Regions from separate parts of the Macaca mulatta genome. Here region 2 is linked to region 1. A link is a contact called in public Hi-C data. All regions are on one chromosome and are shown on one strand. The core of a region is the stretch at or near the end of the contact, and the rest is flanking DNA. Distances in the headings are between cores, read along the strand shown. Region 1 holds the start of EMC4 (ER membrane protein complex subunit 4). Region 2 holds the start of SLC12A6 (solute carrier family 12 member 6).

Region 1 (4,091 bases), core at 604-3,103:
AAATTCTTTAAAAACATGCATACTCTTTGATCCAGCAATTCCAATTTCACTTCTAGGACTCTAACTTTAGGAAATAAAACATACAGATATGTTCACAGCAACACTGGTTATAAAAGGAAGAAAAACAGGAAACAAATGTCCAATAATAGGCTAAATTATGAAAAAGGTATACAATTCAATACAAAACCCAATCACTTGAAAGAATGACATACATTATTTAATGACATGTCATTAAAAACACATCAGTGGTGTGATTTGGCAATGATGTAACACATCATTAAAAACACCACATATCCTAGCACTTTGGGAGGCCCAGGCAGGCAGATCACCTGAGGTCGGGAGTTCGAGAACAGCCTGACCAACATGGAGAAACCCCGTCTCTATTAAAAATACAAAATTAGCTGGGCGTGGTGGCGCATGCCTGTAATCCCTGCTACTTGGGAGGCTGAGGCAGGAGAATCGCTTGAACCCTGGAGGCGGAGGTTCCAGTGAGCTGAGATCGTGCCATTGCACTCCAGCCTGGGCAACCAAGAGCAAAACTCCGTCTCAAACAAACGAACCAACCAAACACCACATATGTGGTGGGCACTAATCTCACAAGCCTTGAAAATTGGCAGATTATCCAACTTTTACATGAAGAGGCTGAAACACAATTGATTTAACTTGCCCAAGGTCATACAATTTTTAAGTGGTGAAACCAGGATTCAAAAGGAGGCCATCTGCTGGGTGCAGTGGCTCATTCATGCCTGTAATCTCGACATTTTGGGAGGCCAAGGCAGGAGAGTCACTTGAACCCAAGAGTTTGAGAGCAGCCTGGGCAACATAGCTAAACTGTCTCAAAAAAACAAAAACAAACAAACAAAAAAACTGGGCGTGGTGGCGCGCCCTGTGGTCCTAGCTCCTCGGAACGCTCAGGTGGGAAGATCGTTTGAGCCCGGGAAGTCGAGGCTGCAGTGAGCCGTGATAGCGCCACGGCACTACAGCCTCAGCAACGGAGTAAAACCCTGTCTCAAAAAAAAACAAAGCCAAAACAAACAACAACAACAAACGCAGGCTATCTGAATACCGAGCCCATGTCCCTTTCCATGCCCACAATGTCGCCTTGCCTTTGTGCAGAATGTGGTTAAAACTGTTTACCTCGCAAGGTTACTGTGCAAGTGAAATAAAAGAAACACCGAGCTCCTGGGACACAGTGGACATTCAATACTCAGAAACTACTAAGGAACTCGCTCAAGGTCAAGCTAGGATTTAAATCCAGGATTTGAATCTTTTGTTCCAGGGAGCGCGTAGGAGGTTAAGAAGCTTTTCTTGGCTTCAATTCTTTTTTTCTTTCTTTCTTTTTTTTTTTTTTTTGAGACGGAGTCTCACTCTGTAACCCAGGCTGGCGTACAGTGGTGTGATCTCGGCTCATTGCAACCTCCGCCTCCCGGGTTCAAGCGATTCTCCTGCCTCAGCCCCCTAAGGAGCTGGGATTACAGGCGCCGCCACCACGCCCGGCTAATTTTTTTTGTATTTTTAGTAGAGACGGGGTTTCACCATGTTAGCCAGGCTGGTGTCGAACTCCTGACCTCAGGTGATCCGCCCACCAATTCTTAATGCTGAGTCAGTAGGGACGTTCCTTCAGCCCCATGAAGTGCACCTCAGAGGTCAGGGAACATATAACAAGCACATTCAAAAAGGGAGCGCGCGGAAGTGGCTTTAGGAAGCACCAAGTCTTGCCTGCTTTTTTTCCCTCCCTGATTTTCTAAATCCAAACCGGGACTCTTCAACCCGCAACGCCGCCAATTTCCAGGGCGGAAATGACGTCTGTATTAACGCGCCGGAAGTGTATTTGCAGAGTGCGACAAAGCGGGGAACGCCGGTGGGCCTGTTGCGGAGTACGCTTTGGAGTGAGAAGCTTCGCGGCTGTAGCACGCAGCTGTTGCCATGACGGCCCAGGGGGGTCTGGTGGCTAACCGAGGCCGGCGCTTCAAGTGGGCCATTGAGCTAAGCGGGCCTGGAGGAGGCAGCCGGTGAGGCACCTGGGCAAGCTGTACATCCCTGTTCGTCCCAGAACTGCACCAGAGTAATGAGACCTGAGCCCTCAGGCATAACTTTGAAAAAGATGGGTGGCACACAGACATCACCTGGGGACGTAGCGGCTTTCCTGCTGTGAAGGTTTCTGTGCTCAAAGAATGCTTACATCAGTCCTGATAAGTCAAGGGACTGAGGAACACACGAGGGGGCTTGGTCTAATCTGAGTAGGTGCATCTGAAGATCTTTATTGCTATGATTGGTAGATCAGGAAATGTGGGATAAGAAGTGTCGGAGTTTGCAGCTTTAATTTCTTGGTTTGGTTTTTTAGGGGTCGAAGTGACCGGGGCAGTGGCCAGGGAGACTCTCTCTACCCAGTCGGTTACTTGGACAAGCAAGTGCCTGATACCAGCGTGCAAGAGACAGATCGGATCCTGGTGGAGAAGGTACAGAGGTATAGATGTTACCGCAGTCCTTGGGCCAGTCCTGACTTATTCACCCATCCTCTTCTCCCAGGTGGAATTAACGTAGATAGCTCTTATCCTGAATATTTGGAAACTAAACTGCTTGAAACTGGTATTTCGGTATTTTATATATCACCTACAAAAGTGCTTAACAGTTTGAAAAATAAAAGATGTTTGGAACATAAGGTGTAAGAAAGTAGGTTGAAAACTATCTTTTGGTGGCAACATCTTCCAGTTGAAGTGATCTTTTTCTATTCTAGTTCCCTTACACCACACATCCAACTGTCAGGATGTTGTTGACTTTCCTTACTACTTTTTGCTGTGTTCACCTCTCATCCCGATCCAAGCCACCATCCTTCATCTAGATTTCTGCAGTTGCCTGGCTAATTTTTGTATTTTTAGTTACAGACAGGGTATCACCATGTTTGCCAGGCTGGTCTTGAACTCCTGACCTCAGGTGATCCATCCGCCTGGGCCTCCCAAAGTGCTGGGATTACAAGCATGAGCCACCATGCTCTGCCCGGGGCTATTTATATTTCTTTCTAATTTCTGCTGTCATTTTGTTACATTTTTTCTAGGAAGTTACCGATTTCCTAAAATTTCAAATGTATTGACATAAAGTTGTTCATAATAATGATCACTTCCATATATGCAAGATCTGTGATGTTCGTTTTTTCATTCCTGATGTTGAATATTTGTCTCCTCTCCTTTTCGGCTTACCAGTATTGATTTTTTAAAAGTTATTTTCATTTATTTTTACAGGTCACTGTACCCATCACCAGTATTGATTTTATTAATCTTTTCAAAAATTCTTGGGTTTTTTCTAGTTTCTTGAAATGGATGCTTACTTTATTTTTAGACTGCCATTACTTCTTTTCTTTTGAGACAGTCTTGCTGTTGTCACCCAGGCTGGAATGCAATAGCATGACCTTGACTCACTGCAACTTCTGACTCCCGGGTTCAAGCAATTCTCCTACCTCAGCCTCCCGAGTAGCTGGGATTACAGGCACCTGCCACCACGCTTGGCTAAATTTTTTTGTATTTTTAGTAGAGATGGGGTTTCACCACGTTGGCCAGGTTGGTCTGAAACTCCTGACCTCAGGTAATCCACCCACCTCGGCCTCCCAAAGTGCTGGGATTACAGGCGTGAGGCACCACGCCCAGCCAGATTGCCATTACTTTTAATGGCAAAAACCGCAATTACTTTTGCAGCAACCCAATAGTATTTAAGGTTATAAATTTCTCAGAGCTGTAGCTGTGTCCCACAAGTTTTAAAATGTGGTACTTTTGCTATCATACAATTCTGTTTTCCATTATAATTTCTTCATGTATCATTGTTAATTCCCAAACATGAGATTTTCTAATTATAAAATTATTTCTAGTTTAATATCGTAGTCAAAGAATATGTTTGTACAATTTGCATTCTTTGAGATTGACATTTTCTTCATAGCTCAGCGAGTGGTCAGGTTTTGTAAATATCTTATGCTTGAAAAGAGTGTGAACTCTGTAATTGTTGACTGCAGCATTACATGTCAGTTGGGTTTTGTTAATGTCATTCAAATCTTCTATGTCTTGATTTACCTGCTAATTCTATTATTTTTTTCTGGAACTAAA
Region 2 (3,577 bases), core at 848-3,347, 110 kb after region 1:
AAGTCTTGGAAGAAAGCTACTAAGATATGACCAATAACTACTCCATGTAACCGGCCTTAAAGCAGACTGAAATAGTCAATGATGGCTACAGAACACATATCCGACTCACTAAATTTTAAAATTTAGGATTCTCTGTGCTGAAAAACGATTACATTCTTTGATATTCACCCTTAATCAAAATACCCATTTCATTTCTAAGAAGACAAAAATGAGGAAGTTAAAATATACATTTGCCTTCCTTCTTGTCATACAGCTTCCCACATGACAAATTACTACTGCAAAGAGCCACTATGTTATTACTCCAAAGAGTTCCTAAGCATCTCACAAAGAGTTGCCTTGGTTCCTGATGACTATTATAATCATAATTATATGATTATGATCTTTCAGATCCATTGATGGTCATCTTGGATAAAGAAGCCAGTAATGAAAGTATGCTGCGGCCTGTGTTTCTACTTACCCTCGGTGACATCCTGGGGGTGAGAAGTCCGGTCACTGGGTGGATCCAGTGCAACAGTTGCCAGCGAAGTGGTGGCCCCAGACATCTCACTCATAGGCTCACTACGGCTTGTTTCAGGCACACTTTCCCGGGAGCTAAATCTTACTCGGGAACTAGATCGAGAGCTGAGGTCCGGACTGGTGTCTGACAAACCTGGAATGTCATCGATCTTTGTCGGTGTCACCATGAACCGAACTGAAGCCATCTTGGTGGTGGTTTCTGGAGGATGCATTTTGTTCGTTTCAAGAACCAAAAAAGTGGGGGGAACCTCGCAAAATCCTCCTCTTACGTTAGCTACTGTTGACTGCAATAATACAAAAGATAACTTGAAAAATAACACATTTCAATAACCTTGATTCACACCACACAAAAAACCCCAACTAAGAATCCTACTCAGAATTCAAGCCGACTGTCCTAGAAAGTGCATCACCGATAGGTGAATTTGTATTTTAAGAGAGAAAAAAACAAAAAACAAAAAGACAAAACAATGCCAATCTTGTGTGATTTCTTTCCTTCAGAATGAAGAGCTACCTAGCTATCCCCTCTGGTCCGGGGCTGAAGGCTCAGTGCCATGGTCTCAGGGCAGCAGAGGAAGCCTCCCTCCCCTCAGCCCCCAGGTTCCCGTCGAGGTAGTCCTTTATCTGGTGAGTGTCCCACGGTTCTAGTTGAGCGAAGTGCGTGCAGGCCAACCTTTATCAGGCGACTACAGCGTGGATCAGATTGCAAAAAGGTGTACACCCGGCCACCTGTTGTGTATCAGGTGAATACCCCACAGGTCTGGCTGAGGGGAGGTGTATGCAAAGCCACCCGGTGTTTTTGATGTCGACAATCCACTTGGGTCTGGTGGGAAAGGTGCGCATGCATAACGGGAAAAATAACCCACACTACTGAGAGAAGGGCGAGCAGAGTAGGATGCAGGGGCAGAGCGGATTCCTGTCTCCGAGAGGTCGGTGGCGGTGGCGCGCCCGCTCTTCTCCTAGCAGAAATGTCCTCGGGGTCTGGGAGGAGGTTAGCGGATCAAGACACCTCGGACTGCAGCTCAGAGTCGTGGCAAGTCGTAGCTAGTCCACTGAGCCACGGTCCGCTCGCTAGGTTTCTCCGGCGTGTGACAGGACGGGCCACCCCCTTTGCCGGAGGCGCGTTCTCCCCAACCCCCGCCCCGGCGCAGGTCACCCCCTCGCCGTTCTTCCTTCGGGTCCCAGCAGAGGAGACGGCCCCGCAAGCTGGCCTGAGCAGCGGGCTGAGGGAGAAGGAGGTCGCAGGTGCGGTATCCCGGCGCCAGCTGATGCGGATGCGCGCGCAGCTGTTGTTTACTAGCCGGTAACTGTTTCGGAGCCGCGGCGCGCGCAGGGTTCGCGCTGCCGGGACTGGCGCCCCCTCCCCGGCCCGACGCCAGAGCAGCAGTTACGTGACCTGGCCTTCCCCAGCCCCGGGCCCGACGGGCTGCGCCCGCGCCGCCGCAGCCCTTCCCTTCCCTCCCCGCTTCTTCTTCATTCGAGGTGAACCTTGCGAAGAGAAGCCCGGGGGTGCAGTCAGAGGGCGGAACCGTCCCGCGGGCGCCCGAAAGCCCCGCCCAACCGCCGCAGCCCGCGGTGACAGAGTGCAGCACGCCTGCGCTCGCCGCGGGACACGGCAGGCGGGGCGGGGCCGAATGCGAGTGGCCAGGGGCACGACGGGAGCTGTAGTCCAGGGCACGGCCCGACCCGCGTGAAGGGGGTAAAATCCTTTTCCTTGGTCCGGCTGTGCCGCACACTCACTCTACATCTGAGGGGGCGGGCGCTCCTCCTCACCCTCAGAACCCGAGGAGCCATTTCTTTTTCACGAGTGTCTCTGAAAACATCATTCATGATTTCTTTATAAACCAGAAACACCGCTCCTATACCTGGGAATAACCCTCATTGTAATTTTCACTTAGAGGTCTAAAATAAAGCATTTTTATGTTAAAAAAAAATTAAATAAAACTATAAAGTAGGTCGGGCGCAGTGGTTCGCGACTGTAATCCTAGCACTTTGGGAGGCTGAGGCGGGCATATCACCTGAGGTCAGGAGTTCCAGACCAGCCTGGCCAACACGGCGAAACCCTGTCTCTACCAAAAATACAAAAATTAGCCGGGAGTGCTGGCGTGTGCCTGTAATCCCAGCTACTCCTTAGGATGAGGCAGGAGAATCGCTTGAACTCGGGAGGCGAAAGTTGCAGTGAGCCGAGAATGCACCACTGCACTGGGGAACAAGAGCAAAACTTCCTCTCAAAAAAATAAACAAACAAAAATAAAACTGTAAATTAAAGTACCTTAAACACACTTGTCCTACTTTAATTTTTTTTCTTGTTCTTGTCCTTTAGTAAATGCTATGTCCACCTTCTAGTTGGACTGAAAATTCCATTGAATAATACATTTTTTATACCTGGAGAAGACATTGAGGTATTTTCTCAAATCCATTCCATGTTTTCACCACTACATTTATTGTCGCTAGAATATTTTTTCTTAGTGTTTATTTAATGTATACATGGAGGTGTTCCATAAATTTTGACTCATCGATGTTTTGTTTGAAAAGCTGTTTCCTATAGCTGTGATCAAGACCTCTAAATTTAACAATCTCCTGGGTCCAGAAACCGGCCGCTGGCTTTGCCTGGGGTCTGTGCTCCTCACAAGTGGTTATGGGTAAGCACCACTCCTAGCGATGGGAACTGTATTCCAGTAAGTTCTCTCTTATCAAATGACACACAGTCCAAATCCTTTCAAGGAATAAAGGATTAAAAAAGTTAAAAAGGGCCGGGCGCGGTGGCTCAGGCCTGTAATCCCAGCACTTTGGGAGGCCGAGGCGGGTGGATCACGAGGTCAGGAGATCGAGACTATCCTGGCTAACATGGTGAAACCCCGTCTCTACTAAAAATACAAAAAACTAGCCGAGCATGGTGGCGGGCGCCTGTAGTCTCAGCTACTTGGGAGGCTGAGGCGGGAGAATGGCGTGAACCCGGGAGGCGGAGCTTGCAGTGAACCGAGATCAGGCCACTGCACTCCAGCCTGGGAGACACAGCGAGACTCCGTCTCAAAAAAAAAAAAAAAAAAAAAAAAAAGTTAAA

The links. Hi-C and Micro-C count contacts between places; a contact is called where the count stands out from the background.
Region 2: a Hi-C map of CD4 T cells shows a contact between it and region 1, with 4 times the contacts expected there. The contact joins the promoter of SLC12A6 here to the promoter of EMC4 in region 1. A contact is called at or near these places in 3 of 14 Hi-C or Micro-C datasets (CD4 T cells, fetal cortex germinal zone and fibroblasts).

What each region holds. Positions count from the first base shown.
Region 1 is chr7:11,419,141-11,423,231 of T2T-MMU8v2.0, forward strand. EMC4 (ER membrane protein complex subunit 4) reads left to right here and starts at 1,854. Exons shown (of 5, transcript NM_001260989.1): 1 at 1,854-2,012; 2 at 2,345-2,459. The coding sequence starts at 1,927.
Region 2 is chr7:11,530,591-11,534,167 of T2T-MMU8v2.0, forward strand. It overlaps SLC12A6 (solute carrier family 12 member 6), which reads right to left and starts at 2,098. Exons shown (of 26, transcript XM_077939071.1): 1 at 458-2,098.